2 separate regions of the Rattus norvegicus genome follow, and region 1 is linked to region 2. Evidence: chromatin contacts called from public Hi-C data. All regions are on one chromosome and are shown on one strand. Each heading gives the region's core, a stretch centred on a gene start, on an enhancer-like site or on the middle of the called end of the contact. The rest is flanking DNA. Distances are from core to core; before and after follow the strand shown.

The links. A called contact is a pair of places that touch in the nucleus more often than the background predicts.
Region 1: a Hi-C map of the A7r5 cell line shows a contact between it and region 2, with 2.8 times the contacts expected there. The contact joins the promoter of Nedd9 here to the enhancer-like site in region 2. A contact is called at or near these places in 5 of 12 Hi-C or Micro-C datasets (the A7r5 cell line, Schwann cells, kidney and 2 more).

The regions. Positions count from the first base shown.
Region 1 is chr17:23,622,493-23,625,715 of GRCr8, reverse strand. It overlaps Nedd9 (neural precursor cell expressed, developmentally down-regulated 9), which reads right to left and starts at 1,755. Exons shown (of 7, transcript NM_001011922.2): 1 at 1,641-1,755. The coding sequence starts at 1,652.
Region 2 is chr17:23,523,867-23,527,083 of GRCr8, reverse strand. It overlaps a transcript of Nedd9 not described here. Among named protein-coding and RNA genes, the nearest start is that of Nedd9, 98 kb to the left of the region's middle. Within about 2 kb of position 1,888, at least 11 of the 93 cell types and tissues checked have an H3K27ac peak or open chromatin away from gene starts, as enhancers often do. A contact at or near this core is called in the A7r5 cell line, where this site is marked.

The DNA.
Region 1 (3,223 bases), core at 506-3,005, 99 kb before region 2:
GCATTGCTATTGATTGGCAAAGTGTTCAACTCTGTGCAGATCCAGCCAAGCAGAAATCGTCCCCCAGTTGCAGTCTCTCACCTGCAGTTTTAATCATCAGTCCCCATGATATTTTTCTTTCAGTAAAGAGCAAAGCTAAACATGATGAGGTCACTGAACCAAAGTGACTTTAGACTCCGTCACTTTGTAGACTGCAGTGCTCAGAGTTCACGTCAGCTATTTAATGCCCCAATAATAGACCAGAGTCAATCTTTTATCTGTTCTCTATAACACGGTCTCTATAACACGGTCTCAAGTCAAAAACAGGGAGAAAGGGAGAAGAAAAAAATCATTGCAGGCTAGACACCATGTAGCCCCATCAGTTATGAACAAGGAGTCTTAGCAATGGAGAGACTCACTTCCAAAAAGATTCTGTTCCTCCTGGGTAGAAAGCTGTCTTTCTGACTGACTCCTGGACCCATCCTTTCTTCCGCCCCTCCCCACTGATGTAGGACGCAGTGGAAAGCTGATAGGGGGTGACAATGGATACCTGGGTCTCGAGACTGCGGGAACTTTCCCCAACAACTATCACTCTTGCTTCGGTTCACAGCCTTTGAACAAGATTTATAGACTTGGAACTAGTGACTGTTAACTTTAGCAAGTGTTTACAGCTCTCTATCTATCCAAAAGGAAGGGCCAGAGGCTACAAACCACAGAGGGAAGCCAAGTTAGCCCCCTAGCTAGGTCAGTTAACTGGGTCTGTTAGGCCACCTTACCAAAATGAAATTTTGTAATAACACTGTCTTTTAAAAGTCGAGGACTCACGCCTATTCACCATTAAAATAAGAAAAGGGATCCTAAGGCCAAGTCATTGCCATGAACTGCTACTGTGCCAAGTCCCCTGGAAACTGCCTCCTTAGACGGGATGTGCTGAGCAAGTCATAATCATTTTGCCAAGAGTAACCCCAGAAACCGTGGTGCAAAATGCAGTGGAAAATAGCGTTGCCAAATATGAGCAGGACATTCTGTAAGCGTCAGGGAAAATAAGCCAACCGGAGCCTTTATATTTTCAGACCCATTCAACCCCAATAAAGTGTTATCCAGAAGTGACTAACACCCTTTATTCACGAAATCAAACTATCTAAGGATGTGGGAATTCTCCATCATCGCCCCTATGATTAGCGTCTGTGTTTTTAATTTGCCTCTACCGAAAGGACCTAGAGCAGACAGCTTCCCAGATCAAGTGCTTAAGGCAAATTCTGAAAAGATGCTTTTAGAGCCTGTTAGAGCCTCAGCAGTTCTGACTTCTCTCTTATTAAGGCTCTCCAGGCCAGCTTTGGTCAGGCAGCGACCTGCGACTTGCCTGCTGCGAGGCGAGTTAGACACCTTCTGATCTCCAGTGGCCGCTGTGGCTGCTAGGTTAACTCTTCTCCACTGCCTTCCGCTACCCACAGCAACTTTCAGAATCGTGTACCAAGAACCGGTGGATCTGAAAGCGCACGTCTGCTTGCGGGTACACCCCAGGGAACCCTGGAAACCAGATCAGACGCAGCTCAGCAAAACCAGACACACAAGGGATCCCTGCCCAGTTGTCAAGGTGGAAAAGGAGCCCGCACAGCTGCCTCCAGCCTCTCAGGAGACTGTATAAAAGGCACTCTTACCTTATACTTCATCTCGGCGGTGGTCAGATGAGCCCTGGTCCTATCTAGTCACACTGCAGTGTCCGCCCCTCCATTGAGCAAAGGGCTGGATGGGAGTGAGAACGTTCGCCTCCCGCGCACTGCGGAGTCTCTGAGCTCACAGTCCAGATCCAGACCGGCAGAGCGCGGACCTAATTTGCATGTTTCACCGCCATTGGTTGGTGAGAGGGGGGAAGGTAACGCCTCCACCCCGCCCACCTCTAACTTCAGAAACCCTCCGACAAAGAGCGTGTAATAGGATCATTTCTTTTCACGTTATCAAAAGGGCGGAGGAGAAAACAGAAAGTGGGAAGGCAGCCCAAACCACCCCGCGAAATAAAAATATTAAGAGGAAAGACATAGGAACCAGACAAAGGAGGTACGTTCCTTCTGAGAATAACCTAAGTTTTAAAGAATCCAAATCCACAAAGCAGTCTGAGGATTGCGCTTCCTGTGACCTAGCAACTAGTTCATAAACCCATTTCATTTCAAAGGCATTCACCTTACAATCTCTACATGAAACGAGTTTGAGGAACAAAAGGTTTTCTGTCTCCAATCCCCTCCCCCCCTTTTTTTTACTAACCACCCCTGCTGATAACTCTCTCTCCCTCTGTCTTTTCTCTTTCCCTTCCCTTTTCTGTGACTGCTTTTTTCTTCTTCAGTGTTCAAAGTACTTTGCTAAGTCAGCCTGCTAGGAGCTTCAAAACATTTCTTCTTCAATGAAAAGGAGCAAGCACCAGGTTTTCCCTGCACCATCTTGCTATGACCTCAGAGAGAGAGAAGTGTCAGACACATTAAGAGATCTTGGCAGGCTTTGATGGGGATAAAGGTTAGGTAGAAACCCATGCAGGTTCTATAGAACACACTCTATACATCATTGCTGTCCACCCAGCACTCTCTGCTCTTTGACCGACCGCTGGCCTGGCCAGATTCAGCATTGAACACTGAGGCCTTTTCCTTCTGACCTCTCTCCCCCAAATGACCCGTTAGCCCACTCACACTTATTATTCAGGGAAAACACTACTGTTTGATAAGCCTGTTTAAAGGGAACAGCTTCTCTCTGGCAAAGCCCAGGACATGATTTGTAGAGCGGTTCCATTTTGAGATTTCTATAGAGAAAGAGAATCACTCAGGAGAAGACAGACGTTTCTTTTCCTTGGGCCTCAGCATTTAGAGCATTCAGGACCATCCCCTAGTTGGGATGCATTCCAGCCAGACTGCACGACTCGGGTGGGAGAAAAAAAAATCAGTTCTTACTTTTTTTTTCCTGACTAAACTGGACCGGAATCAATTTTGCTTCCCCATTCCCCCCTCTAAATTCCCAATGGATTAAAACTTTTGAAAATAAATGATTTAAACAAAAAGCACAGGAGAACAGATACCCCATAAAAGTAGTCTGGGGGAGTAGGGTTTACATTGACAATAGAATCTATGTTTGGCTGCAGCTCTGATTTTGCTCTACAAGGTGCCCTGGCAACCTTTGGGAAGTTGACACATCCCTATTAAGGCCCCTTCCAGGTCATGGCTTTCACTTCTTGACCTCAAAGCAGAACGGAACCTGTGTG
Region 2 (3,217 bases), core at 639-3,138:
ACTTTCATGTCAACAGGGCTTTGGCCTGTTATACTCATTGTTATGATATCAAGTGCCTGCCATACACGAGCTACCCAGTAAAGCTCACATGAGCAGAATGAATAAAGCAATACATGACAAATATGTTTTTACTGTTATTATATGCCAATTTGAGGGCATAGTCTAAAGTTACAGAATATTCATTCACTTATAGCAAAATTCAGGAAACCGGTTTTTGCCCAGAAAGCAAGGGACAAGTCAAAGACCACACAGCAACGGGGGACAGTGTTGGCAGCCTTTGTTAAGCGCTTCAGCTGGCCTCTGAAGTGAACTCTGGTATTTACAGTAAATGTTCACAGATACTTTTCTGTGCTTTATTCGTTAGAAGAAAGGAGGGAACCAGGAAGTTAGAGTAGAGAAAGGCCAAGAAGTGGAGTTAAGTGGCAGGAGTTGGGGGCAAGCACGCTGCTAATCTGTTACCCAGCCACCACTGTCCCGAGCCCCCCTCCTGGTTCTTGAAGGCCATCAATATTTTTAAGCGCTCAAGTGCATTATCTCCTGACACTTAAGCCCGGCATATCTCTGGCTCTGAAATGTGTGATAAGCCCTTGTAATGTGCCTACGAGATTATGACGGGGGCCTTGGAGTTCAGCACCTCATTTAGCTTTAAATTCCAGACAGCTGAAAAACAATCCACCTGGCCCGCTCTCCTTGAAGCACAGCCCGTTGAAGATGGTTATCAGGGGAGAGAGGGTGCCTTCAAGGTGGGGAGAAGCTCAGAAGAGGGCAGCTCGTGGAAACTCCCGTCCTAAGTGGCACATGCCTCAAAACAGAGCGCCCGCATTGAGTTTTGGGTGAGGGCAGGTCTGTTCCAGGCAAACTGTTGGCAAAATGAGTCCAATCTTCAAGCTCACACGCGGGAGCCTGGTGTGGGTGGCTTCAAAGTCATCTCCTGCAAGACACCGGCTGTTTCTGATCTCTACCTCTCTTAGTAAATTTCCACTTGTGACATGTGACCTCACTCTGCCTTCTTATCAGGCGATTCACAGCTCTCATCTCCTCAGCCCTTCTCCTGCCTCTGAAGCTCAGAAAACGGAGAGTTTGTCTCTTATTTATTTCATGTTCATCATTCACCATCCTCCCCTACCCTCCACTTCCCCACCACCCCCAAAATAAACCACTCTTGGTGTTAGAATTCTGTCTAAGCTCCACCCCCACAGTTACCTGGCAACAGACAGGTATGCTCCGCCCACAGTTACCTGGCAACAGCCAGCTGTGCCTGAAACTATAAAAGGGGCTGCTTGCCCCCTCCTCATTCTCTTGCCTCTTGCTCTTTCTCTCTTCCCCTTTGTCCCTTCTCTCCCCATTCCCCTCCCCTCTTCCCTCCACGTGCTCATGACGGCTTCTACTCCTCTCCTCTTCTACTCTTCTTCTCTCATTAAACCTTTCCACACCATGTTGGCCTGGTGTGGTTTGTCGGGACGGGAGCCGAGATTTCTACCCCAACACTTGGTGCTGGAGAGACGGCACAGTTAGTGAAGTGTTTTCTACACAAACATGAAGACCCAGGTTTGGTCCCTAGTGCTCACATAGAAAGCCGCCGGACATTGTAGCACATGCCTCTAAGCCCAGGCCTGAAGAGGTGGAGACAGGTGGATCTCAGGGAACAGTGAGTCTAGTCTAATTGGGTAAGCTTCAGATCTTAGAGAGACATGAGGCCCGGGCAACCACACCCAAGGTTGACTTCTGGTCTCCACATACACACATACATACGTGGGGAAGCACACACACACAAAACACACGCCCTTTCTTTTCTTTGTTTTTACTCACTCTCCTTTTATAAGTGCCTGCTCCTTCCTGGTAAAGATTCAGTGTTTAAGAAAACATCAGGGATTGAGACAGAGTGGGAGGAGGGGGCGTCCACATACTTCTCATTCCAAGGCCTTTTGACTCTAGTTATAAATGCCAGCAGCCAGCTCTTTCTGTATAAAAGGAATCTGGGGAATTCTCATGGAAGTGGGGGTGATATTAATGAAGACAGATAAAGTTTTTAAAAGGTTCTTCATGACTGAAAGAGGGCGACTGGGAAGAGGGCCTGGGAAGAAGCTGAGGTCAGGGAGTATGGTTAGGAGCTGGGAGTGAGATGAATGTTAACTCAAAGGTTCTGAGGGAAGAGAATGAAGAAATCCAGTGGGGGAACATCTAAGACTTCACAGGGAGGAGTCAGGAGGGGGATGACAGCCAGAGAAGACAGGCTGATTAACGCTTTCAACCTGAGCCAAGAAAACTGCACAGGGAGAGACCATGCCGTTTGTGACTTGTGCTGACAATATGCAGTCTCACATGATGGGACGGGACTTCAGGGTTTCCAGGTATTTGTGTAAGAGGTGACTTTGGAGTTCAGGACAGCAGAGGAATATATAGAGATCGGACACCAAAATAGCAGGTGTGAGCATAATAACCATTGTGTGTGTGTGTGTGTGTGTGTGTGTGTGTGTGTGTGTGTGTTTGTGCCTACGTGTGTGTTCTTCTGGGGGTCTTGCAGAAACAACCATCTGAAGTAGAAACTTCTAGTTCTTTAGAAAATTTAGTTACATCAAATGATGGTTTGCTGGAGCACACAGGTGAAACGGTGTGTGGATATAACAGACACGTGAAAGGACACTTGATGAAGGAGTATGACTCTGACCCCACGGACAGTGGGAGATGGGTATTGACCTTCGGTTTGGTTTACTTCACCCCCCTATTCTTCCCTAATGACACCTATGTACTGGTTCACTTCACAAAGCTGTTGTTGGGCTCAACTTGTGATAACACCACCATTGCTTGCCTCAGGCTGGTTGGCGAGCCTGGTGTTCTTCAGGTTGGAACTACAGCTGCCCAGTGTCTGCTTGCCAAGAGGCCTGGACTGAAGCTGTTGGTTTGTGCCTGGTGTCTGCCTGTCTAGAGAACTGCTCTGCAGCTGCTGAGTCATATTTGGTGTTTGCTTAGGACTGAACTGCGGCCAAAGAAGATCAAGTTCACCCCCAAAGAACTATGGCTGAACAGGTTCACTTCCCTCATATCCTATTAACTTTTTTCTTCCACTGCCTCTGCTGGGTGGTGGGCTAGAAGAGAAGCCTTATTAAAAGTAGGTTGCAAAAATTTATGTCTACACCAACCCCACCCACCTTAGCTCCTCATTTAGAACCAGGCTATGCCTGCTGCCTTGTCTCAGCCATAGAGGACAGTGGCTTCA